3 separate regions of the Mus musculus genome follow, and all the other regions are linked to region 3. A link is a contact called in public Hi-C data. All regions are on one chromosome and are shown on one strand. The core of a region is the stretch at or near the end of the contact, and the rest is flanking DNA. Distances in the headings are between cores, read along the strand shown.

The links. Hi-C and Micro-C count contacts between places; a contact is called where the count stands out from the background.
Region 1: a Hi-C map of uterus shows a contact between it and region 3, with 2.8 times the contacts expected there. A contact is called at or near these places in 3 of 39 promoter capture datasets (the 3T3-L1 cell line and fetal liver), 5 of 484 Hi-C or Micro-C datasets (the G1E-ER4 cell line, liver, nephron progenitors and 1 more), 1 of 130 datasets of targeted methods (embryonic stem cells) and 1 of 9 other capture datasets (adipose tissue).
Region 2: a Hi-C map of cerebral cortex shows a contact between it and region 3, with 4 times the contacts expected there. A contact is called at or near these places in 5 of 39 promoter capture datasets (the C10 cell line, hematopoietic stem and progenitor cells, hippocampal neurons and 2 more), 3 of 484 Hi-C or Micro-C datasets (cerebral cortex, cortical glia and large pre-B cells), 2 of 130 datasets of targeted methods (double positive thymocytes and effector CD8 T cells) and 3 of 9 other capture datasets (adipose tissue, liver and macrophages).

The regions. Positions count from the first base shown.
Region 1 is chr19:28,973,412-28,977,833 of GRCm38.p6, forward strand. It overlaps the pseudogene Gm3621 and the pseudogene Gm4844. Among named protein-coding and RNA genes, the nearest start is that of 4430402I18Rik, 7.8 kb to the left of the region's middle.
Region 2 is chr19:29,333,322-29,337,687 of GRCm38.p6, forward strand. Rln1 (relaxin 1) reads right to left here and starts at 1,349. Exons shown (of 2, transcript NM_011272.2): 1 at 1,065-1,349. The coding sequence starts at 1,275. Gm52390 (a long non-coding RNA gene) reads left to right here and starts at 1,317. Exons shown (of 3, transcript XR_003952902.1): 1 at 1,317-1,429; 2 at 1,566-1,698.
Region 3 is chr19:29,137,059-29,141,933 of GRCm38.p6, forward strand. The region is part of intron 8 of Rcl1 (RNA terminal phosphate cyclase-like 1); the gene reads left to right. Among named protein-coding and RNA genes, the nearest start is that of Mir101b, 4.2 kb to the left of the region's middle.

The sequences.
Region 1 (4,422 bases), core at 635-3,134, 160 kb before region 3:
TAACCATTGCAAAACAGGATTATATGCCAAGCGAGAGAGTGGTTACAAAGATCCAGGATTTCCAAAAAGATGAGGAGCTCTTTAGATACTGAGCCCTCACCCCAGATTCTGAAATATAGGGTGTTTCCTGGAACCAATTTTATGACTCTGCATGGGATGCTGATAAACTTTCAGATTCTGGCTAGTAGACGCCCTGCCCCCCGCCCCTCCCCACCTCCCCGCCTGCATCAGAATCTACACTATTTCCCATTCCTATCCAGGGACCAAATTGTGCTTGGACAGCCACGGTGCACATTAACAGAAACAGTTGTCTGGTTGTGCTCCCAGGCACCCACAAACACACTCTGAAGCTACATGATTACCTCAAGTGGGAGGGAGGAGTTAAAAAATGTACCATGGCATCCAAGACTATGAGCAGAACAACACCCGGGTGTACGCGGCGATGGAGAAGGGCGACGCTGTTTTCTTCTGACCTCTGCTCATTCTTTCCTGCCACTGTCAGTTCTGACTGCAAGCATATCAACCAGGAAGGGCACCAGTCAAGAAAACATCTCCAAGGGAGTTTTCAAGATAACGGAGAAACAGTACGGAGTCGAAGGAACCCTGGACTTTAAGGATACTTGGGTGTTTCGATGCCGACTTGTGGAAGGAGATAGAATAAACCTTTGAAACAGCCCTTCAAGTGTGAGGTTTGGCGGTGAGAGTCTGAGACAGAATAGAATTTTCAAGTGCAGCCTAAGCTACACAGCAAGATGCTATCTCCTCCTCTTTCCCCCATAAACAAAAATGAAAAGAATTGGTTCTTCATTATAATTCTTTTAAAGAGAACATCAAAGCAAGACATCGAAGGATTTTTTTTTTATTGAGATGTAATCTTTATCACCTGTAAAGATCAAGACGCATGAATTTGGGATGCATCAATTTAATTAATGTGGTGTGATTGCTTTAATGGTGTGAAATATTATTTAAAAAAATAACCTGAGGTATAACTAATAAAGGTGACTGAGTATAAAAAAAAAAAAAAGAAGAAAAGAAAAGGGCTAGAGGTTTCTTCAGGATTGAACTGCTGGTTCACTAGTGGTGTCTGCCTTTCTAGAAGACTGCTCTGCAGCTGCTGGGTCTTATTTGGTGTTTGCCACACCCCTGTAGAACTCCAGGTTGGGCAGACTGGTAGGCCAGGTTGATGTTGGTGAAATGCCTCCACACCTGGGCTGTCAAGGTCTCAAACAGGTGCTCTACCTCCTCCCGCAGCTGGACAGACTTGGCCCGCGTAGTCTGAGCGTGTCTGATGTTGTTACTGCTGAACTTGGCCCAGGTTTCAGGAACGGAGACCGTTTCGTCAAAGTTCTCCATGCCACGGAAGAAGTTAATGGATTCAGATGTGTTTTTTAGGTTTAAACATCTCTCCTCAATAGACTGTGCAGAGCTCTTGTCTGCGATGTCTTGCTCTAGGGCATGTTGAACATCTCGATTATCTTGCATCTGGGAATCAATTCGTTTAGCTAATTTTCTCATCTGATCTTGGCAACATTTAAGTAAATCTGCTACCCGGAGAAGGTTTTTCTCCCCGTTGTCATGGACCAGGTTAATCCCGATCCTTTTCTCCTTACTGTACAGATAGTCCAGGGTCACCTGCAGGGGACAGTTCACCTCCTTAGCGGCGCACTCCAAGCGCATCTTGAGGGTTTTCAAGTTGTTGATCTCCGCCATCAGCATGTCCCGCTCATGACACAACCCGGACTTCCAGAAGCGGATGTCGGAGAGCCTCTGGCCCAGGTTCCGGAAGGTTCCCTCTTGCATCTGGCGTGTCAGCTGCTCCTTATCCTGCATGATCCGCAGGGAGTCGTCTGTCAGCCGGCTGGCGCGGAGCCGCGATGCCTCTGCAATACTGATCAGCAGATCATTAGAGCGGTCCCATTCGCGTTGGGTATAACGATTGAAGTGCGGGGAGTGGAGCGAGGGCAGAATTGTGGACAGCCCCTGGTCGCCTGCGCTATCCTCCTGGCTTTTCTGGGTGGTGGCGACCTTGTAGAAGACTCTGGGTCTCCAAGCAGAGCGGCAGCGGGGCAGGTGAAAGGATTGGTAGCACTCCTGTACCTCAGGGTCCTGCCCAGCAGGGGGCGGCCACTGCAAGCCACAGTCTTTCTTGGAGCCACAGTAACTCGCTGTCTGAATGGTTCCAAGAAATTCCATCTTTCCCCATCAGACCCACGCGGGCAAAATTTGCCCAAGAGGTCAGGGCTTCTCAGGAACTAGGAGCCGCGGGGCTTCTGTGACTCAGTGCTGGTGTCATAAAGCGCGGGGAAGGGTCTTTGTGCCAATTCAGCAATCATGAGTTTGTAGAACACTAAATTTGTTTGATTTTTGTGCACAACCCCCGGCCTTTAGAAACAAACAAACAAACCCAAAACTATATCTTATGTCTATCCTTTTCCAACGTCTTTCTTTAAAACTTTAACTTTTCAGCTTTTGCACAGTTTAATATTTCAAGAAGAAATTGTACCTTTCTTTTACTATGAATAAATAAATGAACTCTTCCCTTGCTTTTAACGAACCGTAAACATGACATTTATATGTTAAAAATGACTAAAATTGCATCCTTTGGAAAACTCCCCCTAAAGGATCAGGCTACTACTATCTATATAGACCCACTGAACAACTTTAACTACATCACTATGGTAGTACTACATGCTGACTTGTATTATTCAAAAGATGGATCTGGAGGCATTTAAGACTAAAAAAAAAAGAAATTGACATTAAGTTCAATCAGGATACTGGTGTCACATTGTCTAATATAGTGGCTACATATAACTAAGTTAGCTAAAGCAAGATAAATAAATAAATACATAAAGTCTAGCTCCTCGCTTGCTCTGGTCACATTCCTAGTGCTCAGTAGCTACGCATAGCTAGTGACTATTACACAGACAATGCAGAGATTGTTCCCGTCATCAGAGAGTGTTTTAGGTTGCAATATTGCTCTAGACTTAACTGCTCTTCAAGCAGTTATGGGAGATAAGTTTTGCTTTGTTTTACAGTGTCAGGGGTAGGACCTAAGTCCTTGTACTCTACCACTGAGCTACACTGCCAGCTGAGAAACACACTAACGGCACCACAAAAAGGCATCCTGTCACACATATGACGTTGAGCTTTCTACATGACAACCAAAAGTTGTCATTGGCAATGTCAATGGCATTGTTAGAACAAAGGAAGTGTTGGCAATAACTGGTACAGATCTTAAAAATACCAATCACCAAATATTATAGGTGAGCTATTTTTACACCTTGATTTTAACAAACCAACTCAGTGTTTGAGAATTACAGGACATTTTTACAATGCTTGGAGATTGACTATATAATAGCCATTGATTAATTTTGGTAGGTATGGAAGCTTTTTTTTGTCTGTGTGGGGTGAACATTAACTTTGTTTAGAGATGCATATTAAGATGTTGCATTACCGTATTATTACTGTGTAAGTATGTGCCTGCCAAAGGCAATCCCAGGAAAGGTTTCTTTTGACTCAGAGTATGAGAGTCAGGCCTATCAGTGGTGGGCAAGATGAGGCAGCAGGTGAGTGACGTCACTGTCCACTTTGCTGTGTCCACAGTCAGGAAGCTAAAAGAGAAAGGCTGCAGCTATAACCCCATTGCTAGCCAGCTTGCCTTGCCCAAATGAAGCTGTAGGTTCCTCCTCAGTGGTCCCTGGGATGGGGCCGCCCACATCTAGTATGGATCAATAAAGGTTGATCATCATATGTGCATAGTGGTAAAATGACATAATGCTTAGATTTTACTTTCAAATATTTCAGGAAGCGAGTGTAGCAAAATCCTCACAATGGCTGAGTTTGGGTGATGGAGTTTAGGAATTTCTGTAGCTCAACATTTGTGTGTTTAAAGTATATACCTTCGCTGGACATGGTGGCGCATGCCTTTAATCCCAGCACTTGGGAGGCAGAAGCAGGCGGATTTCTGAGTTCGAGGCCAGCCTGATCTACAAAGTGAGTTCCAGGACAGCCAAGGCTACGCAGAGAAACCCTGTCTCGAAAAACAAAAAACAAAAAAACAAACAAAAAACAATATATATATATATATATATATATATATATATATATATATATATATATATATATACCTTCCAATCTATAAGATGCTTAAATGGAAACACTACCACATGCTTACATGGGCTTCCTGTCCTACCATAGCTCATAGCTTAAAGGGATTCTTGGTGGAATCAGTCTGAAATCTTTCATATCAATCTCTCACTCATATAAAATGAAATATGGTTATATATTCAATGCAAATGCAGACAATATAATTACCACAGGGTATAATTAATACCTTGCAATTATTTCAGAAGGAAATCCATAGAAAGGGGATACAGCCCTGCACTGTAAGAACTGTGTTCTCAATAAAAATAGATAGCACAT
Region 2 (4,366 bases), core at 99-2,598, 190 kb after region 3:
TCAGCTTACCAATCAGTCACTCCTCTGGAAAGAATGAAACCAAGGAATCCAAAAGGCACAGCCTAAGTGTGCAAGGGAGATACCAGGTTAGCCTTGGAGGCTTACCCTCCAGAGAAAGCCAAACCGTTCCCCTATACTGGGGTGCTCTGGGACAAAGATCCTTCCTAAGGGTCCCGTTGTCCTTTTAGCCAACAACCAACTTCAGCCGTTGGAATTTGGCACGGAAAGTGATGGCACTGTCACACCTGTTCATTCCAAGTCTAAACCAGTGACAGCAGGTGGCATTCTGTACCATTTTGTGTCTATCAGAAGTCCTGCCTTTTTCCTTCAGGAAGACATTCTAACTTTAACTCAGTTTACCAATCCCTCCTTGCTCTAAGATTTTGTCCAGTCAGAGTTTCATCGGCTGCCAAGCAAAGTTGATGTACTTAAAACCAGTAAGCAAAGGCCAGCTGTAGTCGGGGGTCAGAGTTAACTTACAAGCTTTTGTGCCTTGAAATTCCTTATTTACAACTATTTTTGAAATCCGTATGTTTGGTTTGTAGATAATAGACACAAATATAACATTTTAATCTAACTGAACTCATACAGGTATTCACTTTTTAATTACTAGATTTTGGATTCAAATGTTATTTTTATGACACTAATGAGTTTTCGGTCATGATAGTCTGCGTGCTAGCCCTTATTGATTTTCTTACATCCCCCCAACCTCTCAATTAAACTGCAAGCCCAGTTAAAAAAAAGATGCACAGCAAGGCTCCCTAGGTGATGTGTCTTACAAACAGGGAGCAGTAGTCCGCCCGGGCATACTCCACAGCCCAGATTTTGGCTCCCGTTAGGTCCTAGCTCCATTCCTAGTGTAAATGAAGCCCTTGCCTGCAGCATATCCAATTCCCTCTGATAGGTTTTCACTGAAACTCTGACCCAACCGAGCACGAGCACGTCAAACCTGAGGCTGGGGATCACAAACCTCCCCCGCCCCGGGGGGAGGCAGGGGACCTTTCCAATTGGTGGTCAGCCAATGGGAAGCATGAGAAGAAGGGGTGAGATGAGAAGGCGCTCACCAGTGGCTTGCCTGGCAAGCAGAGCTGGCTCCTCCTGGCTCAAAGCCAATCTTCCCACGGAGGCCCCGCAGATTTTGATCAATTCACGGGCATATTCACGGCCGCACATCCGAATGAATCCGTCCATCCACTCCTCCGAGACTCGCGTCCTGCAAGGCTGGCTCAGCAATAGCCAGAACCCCAGGAGCTGGAGCAAAAATCTGCTGGACATTCCGGTCTGGGCTGCTTCTGGGCGGCTCAGCCTTGGCGGGACTGGGCTCCTGCTGCTTCCCCAGTGCTCAATCCGGCTTTTATATCCCTTGGGAGCTCTCAGCACCAGTGTTGATGGTTCCAGCTCCACCCACTTCCCACCCTCAGCCTGCGTGGTATTGTCTTCTTGAGTCTCGTTCCCCTTACCCACCTTTCATTCATCACACCACCCTTCTGTCTTCTTTATTCTTGCCCCCAAACAACCTTATATCCCAAAATCACTTTGGATTTGAAGTTTTTTCTTAATTACAGAATAAGGCATGGCCCCTGGACTAAGTCACATCAGCAATAGAGACCACCTATCTTCTTACAAGCAAAGGCTTCCCAGCATGAACGTTTCTCTTGTTACCTTCTAACCCCACTAAGGTTATGGCTGCAATTGCTGGTAGGTCCGGTCATAGAAGACATAACGGGAGGAGGGTAAACTGTTAATTAAGAGGGAAACTGACTTTTCACCTGGAATGTGTTTTTTGTTTTGTTTTTGTTTGCTTTTGCTGACGTGAACCTTTTGTGATTTCTCTTAAGCAAATTCAGTACGGTTGTTTTAAAATCCTGTTGAGATTTGTAGGTTGGTTTTAGATCCTACAGTGGATATTCTGTTAGTCATAATGGAGAGAGAGAGAGAGAGAGAGAGAGAGAGAGAGAGAGAGAGAGAGAGAGAGTGTGTTTAATAGATAGAATCATAGTATCTGCACCATTTGACTTCCTTCCTGGCTACTTGTTTTCTGCGCACTTCGTTGCCTTATGGTTCATCCTAAAGTCTTTAGGACAATGGGGACCGAGAGCAGTAAGAGCCAATGCCCTTGTCTTGTTCTAAGTATCACAGGAAATGCTTTCAGGTTCTCCGCATCCGATATGATTGTAGGCTGCTGCTTGTTGTACACTCTTGATTATGTCAGGTAGCAACTTTCTTTCTGTAACTTGCTTTAAATAATGATACAGTGTTGACTTTTATCCAAAGGTTTACCTGCTTATATGGAGATAACTTTTACAGCTTTTGCAATTCATTCTGATGATATATTACATTTATTGATTTGCATATGGTAAACTACCCTTGCCTCTCGGACTCATCCACCTTCATCACCATGAATGATCTTTTTGATGGTTTAATATTTTGTTGAGTGGTTTTGTATCTATGTTTATCAATGACATTGGTTTATAGTTTTGTTTGTTGTGTCTCTGTTTCCTTTTGGTATGGAGCAATGCTGAACTGAGAGAATAAACTGATTCTTTGGAATACTTTGAGAATCTGGTAAGATTCAGCGACAGAGCCACCTGGGGCTGAACTTCTCTTTGTTGGGAGACTTGGTTACACATGCTCCATACTTGACTTAGTCTCTTCTGGTTGTCTATGTCGTCACGGGTCAATCTTGATAAGTTTATATCTAGAAATTTATCCATTTTTTTCTTTTCAAATTTTTAAATGAATTTGATTTATTAGACTGTCCATAGCATATAAAGCCCTTTTAGTTTTCTTCCTTTCTCTCTCTCTCTCTCTCTTTTCTTCCTTCCTTCCTTCCTTCCTTCCTTCCTTCCTTCCTTCCTTCCATCCTTCCTTTCTTTTAACGTTGTCCTCAATGAGGCAACTATAGTATTTTGTAGCAAACATAATTTAAAAACCAAAACTAAACAAACTCTCCTCAGTTGTGGTACCTCAGCTGTTAGTTATAACCAGATTAAAGACCTAAAACTCTACAATACATTAAAAAAAAGGCACTGGAAATTAAGCAAACATTCTTGACTCTAACTGGACGAAGTCTTACTAAAAAAACCTAAAATACAAAAAAAAAAAAAAAATTGTCTTGAGTTATTTGGCCTTGATCTTTGTCTGTAATTTTAGTCAGTTACATCTTCTCCTTTATTTTGTCTCAGTTGTTCTAACTAAAAGTTTCTCAGTTTTGTCCATCTTCTCCAGAACCAGCCCCTCATTTCAATTATAATTTAGTCTCTACTTACTTTTTGATATTGTTATTTGATATTGTTACTTTTTGAATTTGTTATTTTGGATTTGACCTGCCCTTGCCTTTTGGTCTTTGAAATACACAATTTGTCTGTTATTTGAAATCTCATCATTTTTCTTATTGCTATAAATTTCCCCTTGCTATTGACTTTTATTTACTTATTTTTTTAAAGATTTATTTATCCATTTTATGTGAGCACACTGTTGCTGTCCTCAGAAACACCAGAAGAGGGCATCTGATCCCATCACAGATGGCTATGTGGCTGCTGGGAATTGAACTCAGGACCTCTGGAAGAGCAGTCAGCGCTCCCAACCGCTGAGCCATCTCTCCAGCTGGCTATTGACTTTTTAAAAATTCCTTAACCTTTCTTGTGTTGTTTCCATCTCTGCAAGTTTTAAGAATTTTCTTCTTTTAGGCTCAAAGTTATTCTTTTACATAAATTGATTAAAGAGATACAAGAAAAGAGAGATACATTATGGCTTTTTGACCAATCATCAGACTAATATAGTATAATTTTTTAAATTATTAATTGTGGTAGGAGTCTATAGACAAGACTGAAAACAATTTTGATTTCCTTTGTTATTTCTTTAATGACTTAGTATTTACTCAGTATCAGTTGCTCAGTCTGTGTAGGTTAATACAATTTCTGATGTTCCTTTTATTCTCAATCTCTAGCTTTATTCCTTATGATCAGAAAGATACACGTGGTATGATTTTGATGTTCTAAAGTGTGCTCTTTTGCTTTGCTGTGCTCTATTGTAGAGAACGTGGGCGTGCGCATGAAAGGCGTGTGCACTCGGTAGCTGTTGGGTTGAAAAGTTCCACTAGTGTCTTCAGTGTGGGTTAGTTCGGGTGTTTCTTGGCATCTACATGTCTGTCCCCTGTTGAGAGGATGCTCAAGCCCCCACTCTGACTGCGCTCGAGATGTTCTCCCCTTTGTCTCTAATGTTTTATAGTGTTTTATAAATTGCATGCTATATCATGGGTCAGTGTTCATCTGTAATTGCTATGTCCTCTTGCTGAATGGGTCACTTTTCTTTGTCTCCTTCTGCAGTTTATCTCAGAGTGACTATTACCCTGTGCAAGTGTAGG
Region 3 (4,875 bases), core at 1,678-4,177:
GCCACCAGGGGAGGCTGAGTTGAGCATTTGTGAGTCTTTGTTGATGACATGGATGGTGAGGTGCTTAGCAGCATTCAAGGCACTATATCTGAGGAACTCACATCCTGCCTTGTGGCCCCTCACCTCATCCCAGCCCATCCCCCATCGTGTCTCTTTGAGCTCCAGAAGGTGAACTTCCACAGAGTGATCTCAGGCCCGAGGCCTGCTGCACACTGGCTGGTGTGCATCTGTGTGCAGTGCTTGTAAAATGTACGACCAGCTTCCAGCCACATTCCTTAACAACTGTACGCTCCCACCTATACTTCCGCAGAGCGGTGTAGGTAGTGTTTGTTTAACAGCAGGCATGCACTGTATCTGCCGTGAGCAGGACAATATTGTTTGATTTTTGGTTTTGTTTTTTTTTTTTTCTGTTTGGTGCTAGCAATCAAATCCAGGCCCTTATGTGTTGCTTAGCCAACCGAGTGCTCTACTACTGAGCTAGATAGCCTCAATCCCCAGATAATCTTTTTTTCAGATTATAATAGAATTGCATCATTTCCCCTTACCCTTTCCTCATTCCAAACTCTTCATATATCCTGCCTTGCTCTCTTTCAAATTCATAGGCTCTCTTTTTTTAATGATTGTTGTTACTTACATACATACATACATACATACATACATACATACATACATGTTCTGTAATACATCAATGCAGCTTGTATGAATATTTTCAGGGGTTGACCATTGGTAACCATTTGATGTGCCCTTCCCTGGAAGAAGCTGTCTCCCCTGCTCTTCCTAGCAGTCCTTAGCTGCCTCTGGTTATTTGTATAGTGTTCAGGCCTCGTGGACTTCCCACCTGCTTCCAGTTTAGCATGTCTGTCACTATGCCTGTCCAGCTCATGTTTAGGTGTCATGTTGGTGAAACATATGGATGTAGCCTCCAACATTCGAGTCACAATCTCACAGCAAACTCACTGATTCTTTTTCACTTAAAAATCATCCCACCCCCACCACCTTCCAAAATGTTCTTTGAGCCTTAGGTATGGGAATTATAGGCATATTTATCTGTTGGGGCTGGGCTCTACACCTCTGCATTTTGATTGGCTGTAGTTTTCTGTGATGATCTCTATCTGTTGCAAAGAGAAGTTTCCTTGATGCGTGAGGACCACACTTAGCTGTGGTATAAGAGCAACTATTTAGAGTGTAGTTAGGGATTATGCTGGTTGTAGGTTCTCCAAGATCCATGAGTTCATGAGTCCTGGACATTTGTCTGGGTTTTCAGCATGAGGCTGATGCCCCTTTTGTTGAACTTTCCGTTCATTTTAAATCTTTTAACTCCTGTGGTTTCCAGCATAACCCTCTGTGAGTGAAAATGTAGGTGCAGTTGTGTGCCTCATCTTAACTGATAAGACATGTCACTTGCCAGGGTCACACAAAAGCGGGGGCTGGGGGGATGGAACAGGTTCATTGGAGATATTGCTTCTCTGACTGCTTTTAGCTTAAGAGCTGTGACCCATCACTGTCACTGGCTTCTCACGACTTTGCTGATACAGAACATCATGCTACAACGTTCACAAGTCCTCATTTCAGCTTCTGGACACCTTGGACCATGGTGCTTTTTTTCATAAAGTGATATTGCTTATGGAGAGTGGTTGGCTGTGTGCCAGCGGCACAGTCAACCAGTTCTGTTTCCTGTTGCCTTGAACCAAGTTTAATAACGTCATTCTTGGAGTAGAGTTGAAGTGTTGGCATCAGACACACCACTGGTCTCAAAAGCTGCCATGTAATGACTGCGGGGAACCAGGGAACCATGTGACGCGGTTTTTCCTTGCTCTCAGATCTTGTCTCTCGGCTTCTAGGACAACTCCTTAGACCTAACTTGTTGGCAACCCTAACCCTGTGTCCAGGTGACACAGAAACCTGGGTTGGTGAAACAGGAGGCAGGATTTTCTGTTCGTATCACCAGAAAGAGGCTGACCCATCACTGCTTCCCTCTTGTGCTTCCAAGGGCATTGGAGGGGCTGAGCCTGAGCCAGTCCAGGCCTGGCCATGGAGATTCTGTGGGCAGATGGTCCTTGCTTGTTGACAGTGACAGTGGGAACAACCAACCTTTGGAAGCACACAGGGACAATTATCTCAGCTTCCAGAAGTCTCTGAAACCTTGTCAGATAGAGTGGGGGCTTTCATAGCAAAGTCTTGTTCGTGTTAACAGTGAATCACTTTGTTCTAAAGGGAAAGATAGATAGATAGATAAGTAGACAGACAAAACAGTGCAGATCCAGTTGTCAAGTGAGAAACTAAGATCATTTACTCAGAAGTTGCATTAAACTCTAGTTGCCCCAAGAGGGTTATAAGAAAAGCTGCTCCTTGATTTTGGATCAGATACCCACCCAGCCCTTTTCTCTTTTTCAAGACAGGGTTTCTCTGTGTAGCTCTGGCTGTCCTGGAACTCCCTCTATAGACCAGGCTGGCCTTGAACTCAGATCTACTTGGGGCTGCCTCCCGAGTGCTGGGATTAAAGGTGTACACCACCACAGCCCAGCCAATTTCACTTTCTTAAGGAAGCTGTTTGGGTTTAAGATGGTAGGGAAAATGAGGCTGGAGGTGGAAGAAGGGCATTCTGAAATGCCCCTCAGACCCATCTTCTGCTGGCTTGCTCAGACAGCCCGAGAGGCCGGCAAAACACTGTGGAGAAAGTCAAACAACCTTTGCTTTTCCTAACTGTTCCAAAAGCTACAAGTTCCTCAATGCTGTACATAAACAGGCCTGCACCCTCGGTCTGCATCTCTTCCACCCTCCTCCAAGACACCAAGCAAGCTCAAGTTCCCAGGAGTTCTGCCAGCAGGAGAGGGCATCTGGCTTTTTTAGTCCAGTTGAATGATTCAGAGTGAAGTAGCTGAATGAGGCCCAGAGGGAAGCTTGCCTCAGGCCTGTGTTAGTCTACGCAGCAGTGAGGGAGACCGAGCTGTCCTCCCCTCAGCCTGCAGAGAAGTGGGGAGGAAGGTCCTGGTGTTTTCTTCTCCGAGGCTGCCAGTTAGAAACTTGGCTCACACGTGTGTGTGGCTTGTTTATCTGTGGGGTTTGTGTCTTTGTCTTCTTTTCCCTAAGACAAGATGGGGAAACAGATGGATAGATGGAGAGAGAAGAAAAAAGGAAAAAAGAGGGAAAGAATTCCCATGGTCAGTAAGACCAGAAAGCCAGCAGGGGGAGAGCTGACTTCCCCTAATTACCAAGATCGCTGAAGTCCTTTCTCAGTTACCCCCAACGCTTCAGTTCTTAGTGTCTCAATAGCAGGGAGAGAGTTTCATGTGTGCAGGCCATCATTGTTGAGATACTTGTGTGACTTACCCAGAGGGTCAGCACTGTGTAGCTGGCAGTCACTTATGTAGCCACTAAGCAGAGAACGCTGTAGAAACTCCATTAAGACAGCGAAGGATCAGATGGATGAGTGCTAGTGGCTAGGAAGGCTCTATGGAAGAATTTTAAATGGGCTTGCGTTGTAAAGATGAAGTCGTATGGTCTTACATGGAGGGTCAGCAAAGTATATCTCACCTGAGCTATGGTGCTTAGCAGTTGGTCCCTGTCTTGTGACATGCCTACAGCTCACACAGAGGGTGAGTTGATCTGCTATGATCTAGTCTCTTGGTATATTTCCCTCCTGTGAGTGGATCAAGCACAGAGGAGGCACATTCACCGCAGCAGGCTTCATCCTTAATTTCATCTGTAACTGACTAGGGTTGGGACCTGGGATTAGTACATTTTTTAAACTCACAGATGTGTAGAAATATAATTTATCCGGCCATACAGCTTACCCATTTACAGTGTTCAGTTTAATAGTCTTTAGTATACTCATAGAGTTGAATAACCACAGTCTAACTTTAGCACATTTTTATCACCCCGGAAAGAAACGCTGTGCCATTTGTGGTCGCTGCCCATTTGTCCCGCTGTCGTCCCAGCTCTGTCGCAGTAATAGAGAGCTCTTGTGACCGTTGTCTAGAAAACAACATAACCCTATGTAATGATATAGGTCCTTAGCAACCACTTCTTTCATTTAGCACAGTTTACAGCGCTTATCCTGTTGGAGCACATACAAGTGCTGATAACACCCCATGAATAGGACACGCCTTTTCTTTTGTCAGTCGGTGGACATTGGGGTGTTCTCCTTATGTGCTCTTATTGGGTGGTTCGCGCTTATGAACAGCACCGCTGCGAGTGTGTGTGTGTTTGTAGGTGGTTTTGCAGGTTGTGTGCTTTCACTGTCCCGGGGCATGCATTCTCCCTGGAGCACGCATCTCTGTGCTTGAGTTTGAAGGGCTGGTTGTTTTCTAGGCAGCCGTACTTTACATTCCTGTCATGGCGTGTGCAGTAGCTTACCCGCTGCTTCCCATCACACGTGTCACTGTGCCTTTCTTAGTGCCACCAGTTGAGCATGAAGTAGTTTCTTCCTGCAGACTTGCTTTTCATTTCCCTAATGGCAGACGAGATAGCCTCTTTCCATTGTACTTGGATCTCCTGCCTGTCTTTTTAGTTGTTTTCCTAAATTACTGTAGAGTTCTTGGTTCTCTCATTGCTCTGATTTTGGTGTTTCTGTTTTGGCAACCATTAAATTGTTCGTTGTCCGAACGTAATGGCGTTCACCCTATAGTTTCAGCGTTTACAAAGACCTTGGAAGAGCTGGAGCTGATTCCGTGTGCTGGGAAGGAGTCAAAAGCCTCCATTCTTTGCTTGTGAATAATTGGTCATTCCCATATCATTTGCCTGATTTATTCCTGATAAGGCTATTAACTTGGCCTTAAGTCTGTGGGTTTATTTCTTGACTCCCAGTTTTGTTCCACTGATGTGCCCGTCTAGAATCCGTATGATGAAAGTTCCTCAGGTGCTCTCTGTGTACTT